3 separate regions of the Zea mays genome follow, and regions 1 and 3 are each linked to region 2. A link is a contact called in public Hi-C data. All regions are on one chromosome and are shown on one strand. The core of a region is the stretch at or near the end of the contact, and the rest is flanking DNA. Distances in the headings are between cores, read along the strand shown. Region 1 holds the start of LOC100383287 (putative translation initiation factor family protein). Region 2 holds the start of LOC100502312 (DUF707 superfamily protein). Region 3 holds the start of LOC109944078 (B3 domain-containing protein Os07g0563300).

Region 1 (4,167 bases), core at 525-3,024, 280 kb after region 2:
CAGTGTTGGGTTCAAATCCCTCATGTCCTAATAGTTTGGATGGCGAAGGAGCAAGTCTTGAGAGCACCGCGGGTGGTGACAACAAGAGAATGAGAACCAGAGCATCGACATCTGAGGTTTGGAAATATCTAAAGCCTCTATTCAAAATCTTAAATGGTAAGCAAGTCAGGTATGCTGCCGTATGTAAGATTTGCAATGTAGAACTGTCTGCTAAATCTACTGGTGGTACTGGTCATTTATTGAGGCATGTTGCTGCTTGTACTAGAAAGGCTGAGGCTGCTGGTTCATTATCTCAAACTCATTTACATTACACTGTTGATGGTCATGTGCATCATTTTGAGTATGATCCTGTAAATGCTAGGACTCAGTTGTGTCGGTTGATTGCTAGACTTGATCTTCCATTGAACATTGGTGCTACCGATGCTTTTGAGGAATATATTAGGTTTGCTCATAACCCTTGTTTGTGAGGACTACTCCATCATCATCACCGTCTGTTTCTACTGGAACTGTTTTTAACACACCTATTTCGAGCACAATTTCTGAGTTATCATCTTATCTAGATAGTGATCCTCTTACTGAGTTTGATGATTCATTTAGTGTACTTAGTTGGTGGCGTGATCATAAAAGAACCTATCCAATTTTATCAATTCTAGCTAAAGATGTCTTAACTGTGCCTGTATCCACTATTTCTTCTGAGTCAGCTTTTAGTTTATGTGGCAGGTTGATCGAGGAACGACGATGAAGTCTAACACCAGAACATGTGGAGATGTTGTCCCTGTCCAAGGATTGGGAGCAAGCAGCTGTTCGGCAGCAACACTGTGTTGAGAACAAAGATCTTGAAGAGCTAATGGAAAACATGTATCTTGATGCACAAGAAGGATCGACTTGTGTTGGTGGTGGAGATGGACATGATCACTAAAAGAGCTAGGTTGTACTCTTTTTTCCTTTAGGGTTTTGTCCCCATGTAGTTAAAATGGGGTTTTACCTAAAGGTTTTTAACGAGGCAACCAATCTAAATAGCTCTTTATAAAGTACGGTGATCTATTTTTTGATGTCTCATGTATGGCTGATTGGCTGATGCCTGATTATTGTATACTTGTATGGCACTATGGCTGATTGTATGCTTATGTTTATTGTGTACTTGTATGGCAGTGGCACTATGGCTGTTGGCTGATTGTATGCTTATGTTTATTGTGTACTTGTATGGCACTATGGCTGATTGTATGCTTATGTTTATTGTATGCTTATTGTATCTTTATAAAGCACTATGCCTGATGATTGTATACTTGTATTTGTATGGCACTATGGCTGTGTTGAGAACAAATTAGTGTATTGTATGGTTCATAGTTGTATATTGTATTCTTAGTTATCGAACCTGTGTATTACATACATATTTGCTATTTGCATGGATGTTTGACATGTGGGTATAGGGCCAGCACGACACGAAAGCCCAGCACAGCACTATGGTCCGGCACGACCCGATTAAAGCCAATAATGCCGGGCTTGGGCTACGGCGTAGGGCTAAGTGCCGGCACGGCACGGCCTGACAATTAATAGTGTCTGTGCCGTGCCTCGGCCCATCTAATTTGGTCCGGCCCATGACGGGTTCGGGCCGTGCTGGCACGGCACGGCCCATTGGCCACGTATATATTTGCCTAACTCAGCGTGTTGTGCATTTGGGCCGCTGTTTTTCCCCCCGAGTGAGCAACAGTGGGGTCTCAACATGGGCCGCCTATGTAGCTCAACACTGAAATGCGGCAGACGCGTGGGTGGTCGGAGCTGGGGCCTCAGCTTGATCCCAGGCTGCCGTTCGCGGAATCTCTCTTCCCACTAGCGACGACTGGGCGACCTCCGCCGCCACACTAAACCCTACTCCAGGTGCCCAGGTCTGCGTCGGGCCCTTGCCGGCGACGAGCACCCGCTAGGTATGTCTATCCCGTCTCTTCCCTTGGTGCTGCGCGAAACCGAGCACCCAAACCCTAACTCAAGTTATCTGGTTATTTGTGTTCGGATCTGACCTAATACTACAACATAATATATTATGCTTACTAACTTCGACTTTACTGCAAAAATTACCGTATGTACATGTGTACACTCATGTTCTTTACTGGGCTCGCCCCTGATTGGTAAGGAACCCTGACCTGCTTCGACGCAATTTGTTCTTACTAGCTCTGCTACGAGCTATCGGATCCAAATTTCCCAGAACGGTTAATAGATTTTTTGTTCATTTGAACGCCCATCCAACGCTAAGTTCGCACCTCACTGAGTAGCGATTAGCAGTTAGGACTTGATGCATCTGTGTCATTATATTATGAAATTTGTGTTGATCGCTGGTCTTGCCTGCCCATGTGTTCCCAATTGGCGATGCTATGCTAGAGAGGAAGAATGCTTAATGCTGTTTCTCATGTAGTTAGTGTTGAGTAAGTAAGCACTGAACAAAGACACTAGGTTTATCTTTCCAGTTACCACTGTGCGGTTTCCAAGATGGCTCGCCGTGGATTGATGGAACAGGACTTAAGCAAATTGGATGTGACAAAGCTTGACCCACTGTCACCTGAAGTTATCTCACGCCAAGCAACAATCAATATTGGTATGGATGCAATCTGTTTACCATGGTTGTATGGTTCTCGGATTTGATGTCAGCACACCTGATCTATTGATTTATTTTGTTTCTTTTAAGTTTTCTTATGCACAAAAACTATTTTGATCTCTAGAATAATGATCCAGCCATTCGTCACTAGCATTAAGCTCTTTGTGTGTGGCACCATGCAATCCTACATTTCATGCAGCCCTGTACCTCATGACTAATAATTCTTGAGTTTCATGTCTATGCTATTACTTATTTTCTGATACTTAAAATGTTGGACCCATCCTCTTCCTTCTGGATGCATCTGCTTAAGCTTTTTCTCCCGAACTGAAATCTCATGTGTCATGTTCACCTAATATTGCGATGAAACTTTGTTATTTGTTGTTGTCCCACATCACTACTTTTACTGGTAAGATATGTGGTTACTTTTTATATGATGATTTGTGTCTAATAGAAATGTACATGGTGCATTCTATAATGCATATAAATACAAAAAAACCTGTGATTTTATGAACAATCAGTCACTTTTGTTTGTAAAGCTTATTATGGATTTGGAAATGGCCTGTATATGTATTCAAATTATGCGAAATGAGAACTCCTGCGATAGCATAATATTTTTTTTTCTACAAATATCTCAGGTACCATTGGCCATGTGGCTCATGGAAAGTCTACTGTTGTGAAGGCTATATCCGGAGTTCAGGTGTGATTCACATATTCTAGTATAATATTTGTTTTCAAGCATTGGGTCCAAGTCATGTCTTTGGTGTCAGTTTTATGTGTCATCTTTCTGTATCTGCTTATGTGTTCACCACATTACTCCGGCATTTGATGATTATACACACATTTTAGAATTTGGTACATTAGTGAGCAAACTGCTCTGGAAGGTTCGAAATTCATTACAATACATGTACAATTTTGTTAAATATATGGCTCAGGGAACTTTCTGGGAGTTTATTTGATATTAGTATATATTACTGTGACATACAAATTGTGGTTTGTGCTTTTGTTTCTTAGCATATGTTACAATGACATAGACTGGTTAGGAACTTTTTTTTTGAGTCCCAATCATTTTTCACCATGTTTGTGCTTGGTATGTTATTTGTTTTCCACAAATATTTTGATGGCTAAGTTTTGCCTTGTAGACTGTTCGGTTCAAGAATGAGCTGGAACGTAACATTACTATAAAGCTGGGCTATGCTAATGCAAAAATCTACAAATGTGAGGATGACAGATGTCCACGACCAATGTGCTACAAGTATGCTTACCATACACTGAATGTCAGAGTTCTTTATTAACATCATCATATATTTCTATTTTGTCACTTGTTAATAATGAAGAGTCAGCATGATTGCTCTAAGCTTTGACCTCTTCTGAATTTTGTGTTCATACAATTCATTTACTGGTTTATATCTTTCAAAGACCATGCTCAAACTCTCCAATGACTAGTTGTAAAAATTGTATTAGATAGGAGTATTATTTAGCATTTGATGATCAAATGTGAAGAATTATATGCTGTGTCATGACTCATGACGCCCTTGTTCACCATCTGTTGATTATGTTTCATTTTAATTAAGGGCCTA
Region 2 (3,794 bases), core at 161-2,660:
TCTCTCTGTGTGTGTGTGTGTACTATAATGACTCCTTAGGTCATTTGAGAGATGGGATACTTCATGTGGGTGCTAATAATTTTAAGACTACTATTAAAACTGTTCCACTTTTTTTCCTGCTAGTTACTCAGCTAAGATTTTTGTGGGGTTTTAATGATGGTTATTTTCTCACTAGCTGGCTATAGTTGATTGTTTTACTTTTCAAGTTAATTGTTCCATCAAATCATTCTCAAGGTCTGTGAAATAGCGTGAACACTTATGGTCTGAATTTCATCTGACTCCTTACCATTCGTCTATATATACAGAGGAAAAGAGCTAGATATAAGAAGATGATTCGCCGGCATATGGACTTCCGAATGCTTCACTCTAAGATCAAGAGTGGCGCAATCTCTGGCACCAAGGAGCTTTTGAGAGATATACTTATTTTCATCAATAATGTAATAACCTTCTATCCGAAGACTACATTAGAGCACATGGCTGCGGTTGAGCTTCGTGACTTTGCATGCAAAACTGTGAAGCAGAGTGCAAGCTTGTTCTTGAAAAGCCATCGAGAGACCAGAACAGCTGGTGCCCCTGTAATAAAGAAGAATGCTCGAGCCCTGCATTTTTCAAGAACAAGCTTGCACTCTGGGGATGCAAGGGCAAGCAAGGTTTCTTCAAGGGATGCTGCTGCCAAGGAAGGGGATGGCAAGAGACCTTGCAGTGATGAGCTGGCTAATCAAAAGACTACAAAGAGAAATGAGCCAGCCAAGAAGAGGGGTGTGGGTCGGCCTCCAAAGAGTGGGCAGAGGATTGCTGGGGCACAGGAAAATAGCCCCATCAAAGGCAGGAAAAGTAGCGCTGGGGCACAGGTAGATAGCCCCAGCAAAGGCAGGAAGAGGAGTGTGGAAGCACATGATGATAGCTCCAGCAAAGGGGGCAAGAGGAGCCGGCGGTGAAGCTACCATCAGCTCAATGCCGGTGAAACTGTGTACAGCTTAACCATATATCATAGGCTGTTCCCTTCCGGTTTGTTTACCTGACAAAAAAAAGTTATTGTCCCAGTATTCAAACTGATGTAACAGGAAGGGTTAGTTGTTTCTGATGTTGTTTTGTAAGGAGTAAGGACAATTAGAAGGGAACCCTCATTTTTATATTGAGATTATCCGAGTTAGGCTATACATATCTGACCATGTAATGCTTATAGTAGTTTAAGTTGTTATACCATGTGAACTGATGCTTGAACACCGAAGTTACCTATCATCAGTCTGTCACACTGAACCAGATAAGAGCAACGTCAGGGATGGGCTGATGGCGATCCGCTCGTGGGCCGTGCGTCACCGTCTAGCACACGCGCCAGCGCAGCGCAGCGACGATGAACCAATAAACCGAGCGGAAAACCCGGTCGCGGAGGAGGCCGCGTGGGGCGCGCGCGCGAGCGAGCTGTGAGCATCGCCGTTCCTCTCGCGCTCTCGGCTGTCTCGCTCCTTCCCGCGGTCGCCTCCGCCCGTGCCCGTGCCCGTGCCCCGTCCCAACTCCCACCCAACATTTCCCAATCCCTCCGGGCTCCGGCACCGCGAGATGTTTCGTTAGCCATTCCCACGACACAATCAGCACCACCGGTGCCCTCGCTGCCAAGGCGCCCGCTCGTGTGACGAGTGGCGCTCCACCACCGCCCATTGCGCGCTCAGCTCCGAGGCCTCCCGCTCGCCGCGGCATCATCTCCGGCTCCTCCCGCCGCCGTGGTAATTCGTTTTGTTCTCCTCACTCAATCCGATTGTTCAGATATCCGTGTGCTACTGCACCTGGTATATCATGGATTGGTTCTGATCGTGCCTTGGGACTTGGGTGCTCTTACCTGTCTGTAATTGGGATTTGGGAAACGATCTCTTGGGGTTGGGGCGCCCTCGTTATCCCGAGGTGCCCCCAGACCTGTAAACTGGAGAAGGTTGGGTTCATACAGTCATACTTCATAGAGCGTAGCGTAATTCGGTCTCGGCAGGCGCGTCAGTGTTCCCGCCCCATTTGGGCCTCGGCATCGATGCGCGCGTCACATCCCTTTGCCGTCAATTTGCTTCGAGGGGGCACTGCTGCACTCCGAACAAACAAAAGCGAGATCATGCATGATGCTTGCGCCAGACGTTCATCTATCTATTCGTTCGAGATTTCGCCCCCTTGTCAACTTCCTCTCCTTTTCCGTTTCACCAGCAAAATTTGGAGAAAGCGATGCTAAAGTATTTTTCTTATCTGATGTGTGTGTGCGCGCGCGCCTGGAACCTGTTGATTTCAGGTTGTTTGACTGTGTGATCAATGTGTCCTGTGTGAGGTGTTTTGGTCCTTTTGCAAAGTTCGGCTGGGACAGGTCTCTGGAACTAAAAAAGTGTATTTTTAATATTTTTTCTTGAATATATAGGAGAGCTATGTATCTTTATATTAAGAAGAAGAAAAGTCCGTTACATGATAGTCTCCTATCCCGGACAAAATAGGAGACCGTAGACAAAACCACTAAAACTCTAAAGCTTACAAAAGACATGGTAAGACCTGACTAACAAACAGCCCAACATATTTTAAGTGCCTAACACGGATTGTGTACTAACAAATCTGACTAACACGGATGGTGTACTACCTCTTCTAGGCCTGGCCGCCTGGCTCCATCAAATACAATGGTGTTCCATGTTATATGTTAAGAAATTTCTCCTTTGTTCTGTGTGGTATGCCTGAACTTGAGCAACACGCCAAATCTTTACTTAGAACATATTTCGGGACCACCCAGAATGAAACGTGATGAGCCATTTTTTCCATTATAAAAATAATGGCATTATTCATTGTGCTGTTTTTTTATGACCTGCCATCCTGCAAGCAGGGCGTCATGAAATGAACCTGACTTGCTTGAGTTGCTTCTTGACACCATAAGAAGGCGATCCATCTGTTTCCAGTTGCACACAGAAAGCTAGTGCCTTGAAAGATAAGGTGAGTTTGCTTGTGTTCTTTTGATGATTACTTACTAGTGACATCTACATTTTCTGAACCCTTAAAGGGTTGGTTGAGTGCGAGGTCATGATACTATATTGCTACCTACTTTTGATCGTACAGAATGGTAAGGGGGGCGGTAGGTGTCCTAAGATGAAACTGCGGTTGCATCTGTTGGTCCTGTGCGTGATCATCATATTCCTGGTGTACAACATGGCTAGCTTTCAACATAAGCAGACATCGGTAACAACCAGTATCCCCTGGTTTATTGAAACAGGGTTCTGTGAACGTAAATATACCTAAAAGATTAATCTGATGTGATTATGCAACTTTACAGTCGGAAGCAAAATCCCATCCATTTGATACAGTGACGGTAGGTGAACGCATTTTTTCGTTAAAAACACCAGAAGATTTGGCTTTTCCCCCTATTAATCCAAATGCAGATTTTCCTCTGTTTCTAATTATGATTTGTGCTCCAATGTAAACATCAGGTCTCTGACAGAGATGCTGTTAAGTTGCCCCAAAAAGCTGAGGTTAGGATTGGTTATTTACCCCATGGTATAGTGGAGTCTAACTCCGACATGAAGTTGAAACCGTTGTGGTTGACAACAAGTGCGCAGTCAAAGGTTAGTTAAGTACAATATACCTGATGGACTTTTGAGTCCGGTACAGTATTTCTGTTGGTTTCACTTTTCAAACTCAACAATCATTAGCTGTTCCCACCTCCTAACCATTATTTAATGCTCTGAGTGTTTTGTTCCTAGCAGAAGTCTAAACAAAAAGATCACTTCTTGATTGCTATTGCTGCCGGTATAAATCAAAAGAAAAGTGTGGACGCTATAATG
Region 3 (3,871 bases), core at 1,230-3,729, 500 kb before region 2:
TGGGTATGGGTACCCGATGGGTACCCGCTACCCATGGTGGGTATGAGTATGACGTAATTTTGTACCCATGATGGGTAGTGGGTATGGGTATGGGTCAATTTTTTCCTAGTGGGTATGGGTATGGCTTCGTGTGCCCACTGGGTACCTTACCCACTGCCATCCGTACGCCGGGCGACCGCGCCGCGCACCGGTGCGTTTCGCTGCGTTTCCGTACGTCCTGTCCGACTCTGCCCTGTTGCTCGATTGGACGCCGGACCACTCGTGCTAGGTCCGGAACGGTTCAAAAATAGAAGTTTAAAGTACGATTCGGTATATATAATACAGGTTAGTATGATCGAAGATAGGTCTAGATCGAGTCTTAAATTCTAGCCGGTCGGTGGACTCTCGACATATTTAATATCTTTTATTTAGTAAGATATAGATTTATGTGATTATAATATTTGAATTTTATGTGGTTAAAATATATAGGTTGGGTTTGGGCCGGCACAACCCAATAAAAATGTTACAGAGCCAAGCTAGTCAATTATTTTTACTTTTTGGTCTGCACAGTATGGGCCAAAAAAATTTTAAACTTTCTTGGCTCGAGCCCATTTAGCCCAAAACATGATGGGCTTAGGCAGACCTAGCCCAATTTCCAACACTACTCTTATGACGATGTTTGTTTTATCTTTTTTTAGCTTTTGGCCACCAACAGTTATTATAAACTGCTAAACGACCAGTATTTTAGCTCGCTTTTATGAGAATCAATTTAGTCAAAATCGTCCAAAATTAATATGCGCAAAATCGACTGAGTCCTTGTGACTATAGGAAACCGTCACTTTCTACATCCTGAACCCTATAGACACTTTTATCTTTTCCTATACATAATCACTACGATACTCAGATAATATTCCTATAGCCAGATTCTCCATAACATAAAAAACGGAAGCAAGCAGGTCCTACGTGTTCGGCGTACCGTGGCTCTTGCCTCGCTGCGATTTAGGTGCTGTTTGGTTCATATATTTATAATGTAATGTGTAACAGATAACGTTAAATCATGTTTGTTTAAATCTAGTCGTAATAGAATATTATACTAGGAATTGATATCAGGATATTCAAATTTATTACCGCTTGTGAACTATTACCGTTATCATTTACATTTTAGGAACAAGCGGCCTTGGTTAGAGCCTGATCGCCACGGCCACGCCACGGGCCCCCGGGTCGGGCTCCGTTGTTGCGTTGTAGGCTAGCCGCTAGCGTAACTACGTACGTTCTCTACATCATGATTGTGGCGTACTAGTACTGTTTATTCATCCACCAGTGCTACGTCCATTATCAGCTAGCATTCAACAACTTTATTAAATATATACTCTAGCTATCACGTCGTTATTGTTCGATGCGGGTTGCATTGCATTGAGGCTATTATATATACAACGGCGTCTGTCCTTTTCGCTAGTTTATTTTACAGCCGCATGCAGCCGTGCTAGAAGGGGCCGGGGACGGGGGCGGGATTGGGGATCGAACGTGCACGCGTGGATCGAGCACGTTTTCCTCCGTTTCCGTTTGACTTTGCCGTTGCAGGCTGGGATTGAAATTGAATACTCTAGCCAGAAGAATTGCTGATTGACGAGTGGTATTTGGAGGGCATTGTCAACAAATCCCCCCTTTTTTAATTTTCGGTATTTCGGAGATTTTATTTTGTTGACTGGACGAAGGTGATAATAATATCTCTATGCATGCACGATTCTCGCGGGACGTACGGGAGAAGGTGCAAAAGGTCGCTACCACGACCCAGACAGTTCGCCTACGAGCTGTGGGATAACAGGACTACAGGAGGAGAGAAGTGGTTGGATTTATCGGTTGCTCTCGGCGCACAACGCCGTCACGTTGATGATTTAATTAGGTTAGTGATAATGAACCTAGAAGGAAACAGTCTAGGTTTAGTGAACAGGGTGCAGACTCGGCTTAGGGGAGGGAAATAATTCAAAAGGAACCTTCTTTTCCTCAGCCATTTCATTTCGAGTTAAGAAGATGAGAAAACACCTTTCTCTCTATAAGAATAAGAACAGTGCGTTCTAAGGTGTGAAGTGGGAGAGAGAGGATGATTGAAGTTTTAAATAAGACGACCTTTGCGTTTTGGATTTGGATCTTTTTCGTATTTCAAAATAGTGAAAAGGATAAAATTACTGTACTGTCTATATCTGTAGGCTGTAGTGATGTACTACTATATTGTTTACTGAGTACAAAATTAAAAATAGAAGATAAACTGGTTACATTAGACTTAGAGGGTGTTTGTTTAGTATTATGATATGTCAAAATTTGTTGTATTATATAATGGCGGTATATTATAATCTCAAACACTTGCTAGCCTAACGAAGATATACGCAGTGATGTGGTGACAGACCTATATACTACGAGGCAGTGTACACGTAGCAGCAGCAGACGGTAGCACTACTGCCGCTGCTTTAAAAGCCTCACCTCCTCCGTCTCGTCCTCTGCCCATCGTCGTCTTATTCCTATCGCCTCCACGATTCTCACGCCCCCCCTCCCCCAACCCCCTCGCCTCACAGCGCGGCCGCCGGCTCGGTGTGGCGCTCGGCCATGTCGTCCCCGGCGACCCAGCAGGCGCCGCCGGTGCAGCCTCCCCCGCCGCCAGCCGCCGCGGCCCCCACTGCCGCGCCCGCAACGGTCTCCGCGACCCCCATCTCGGTGCAGCTGCCATCTATCCAGCCGCAGCCGCAGCCGCCGGGCCCCGCTTCCGGCCCGCAACTGCCGATGCCGGCGCAGCTCTTGAATCTGGGCACGCAGCCGCCGCTGTACCGGGGCCCGATCTGCTGGAACTCCTACTGCAAGGACCCCGACCCCAATTCCTTCGGCCGCCGCGGGTGGAAGGTCCGCTCGGGCCCGCCCTACTCCGTGTACGCCGACCTCTGCGGGAGATGCTAGTACGTGCCGCCCCTCCCTTAACCACCTTCCTCTCCCTCTCCGCTCAAAACGCGCCGTCTGCGAGCTGTCGCGCATGCTCGAATCGTGTCCAGGAAGCTCGCGCCGTCGAGGGCGGATTCGCCTATGGCGCCCACCGGATCTACGTGGAGTGATCGCCACGTCGTTGCGATTTCGCGGTATACGCGGGGGTTTTATGTAAAGTTGGTGTGGCTTGTTTGGGTGTTTTGACTTGCGTGCGACTCTTTATTCGTGAATCGTGATGCATGCATGCATGCCGCTTACTGCTGCTACCCTCGCTCTGTGCTCTGTGGCCAGTTCTCAGTTTGAACAGGGGATATACTGCGAAACGTTCCATTCCGAAGAGGGCGGCTGGAGGAACTGTGAATCCTGCGGGAGGGTACCTGCTTCTGCATGCTGATTACGCCTACTGGTGACCATTATTCGGCTTTTCTAATTGTTGGTTGATCGGCGTGTGCGTTTGTGTTCTTATTGAGCAGAGGGTACATTGTGGCTGCATCGTGTCCATCCACAAGTATCAGCTTCGTGACGCTGGTGGGGTTGACTGCGCCAAGTGTGCTCGGAGCACCCGTGCTGCCATGGTATGTCGTGAATTTTTTTCAATTGTCAGAGAATTTACTATTACTGGGGACGATGGGATGGGGGTGCTAAGTGCATGCAACATGAGCCACTTGTACCCATGGCTGCTTGCTGGCTATTAAGTTTTTGAAGGAGCGCATTTCAGTGTTCAGTATGTCACTTGCGTTTTAGACTTCAGTTATGCTATTTGTTTGACAGCATTAGTTAGGTGGATACCATGTTGCTAATATCTCTTCTACATGCTAGTACCATTAATTAACTTAGTTATGCCAAGGATGTCACACATTTATTGAGACCATGCTAATGCTATTTACTGAAGCAGACAACTATTTACTTAGAGGATGTTGAT

Evidence for each region. Hi-C and Micro-C count contacts between places; a contact is called where the count stands out from the background.
Region 1: a Hi-C map of leaf shows a contact between it and region 2, with 6 times the contacts expected there. The contact joins the promoter of LOC100383287 here to the promoter of LOC100502312 in region 2. A contact is called at or near these places in 2 of 25 Hi-C or Micro-C datasets (both in leaf).
Region 3: a Hi-C map of leaf shows a contact between it and region 2, with 2.2 times the contacts expected there. The contact joins the promoter of LOC109944078 here to the promoter of LOC100502312 in region 2.

What each region holds. Positions count from the first base shown.
Region 1 is chr2:212,608,125-212,612,291 of Zm-B73-REFERENCE-NAM-5.0, forward strand. LOC100383287 (putative translation initiation factor family protein) reads left to right here and starts at 1,775. Exons shown (of 9, transcript NM_001175947.1): 1 at 1,775-1,925; 2 at 2,463-2,590; 3 at 3,226-3,287; 4 at 3,730-3,842; 5 at 4,162-4,167. The coding sequence starts at 2,485.
Region 2 is chr2:212,328,976-212,332,769 of Zm-B73-REFERENCE-NAM-5.0, forward strand. LOC100502312 (DUF707 superfamily protein) reads left to right here and starts at 1,411. Exons shown (of 16, transcript NM_001363263.1): 1 at 1,411-1,724; 2 at 2,843-2,949; 3 at 3,073-3,192; 4 at 3,287-3,322; 5 at 3,441-3,575; 6 at 3,717-3,794. The coding sequence starts at 3,103. LOC100384761 reads left to right here. Exons shown (of 5, transcript NM_001177219.1): 5 at 306-1,225. The coding sequence ends at 938.
Region 3 is chr2:211,823,531-211,827,401 of Zm-B73-REFERENCE-NAM-5.0, forward strand. It overlaps LOC109944078 (B3 domain-containing protein Os07g0563300), which reads left to right and starts at 2,480. Exons shown (of 12, transcript XM_020548583.2): 1 at 2,480-2,924; 2 at 3,241-3,322; 3 at 3,423-3,524. The coding sequence starts at 2,581.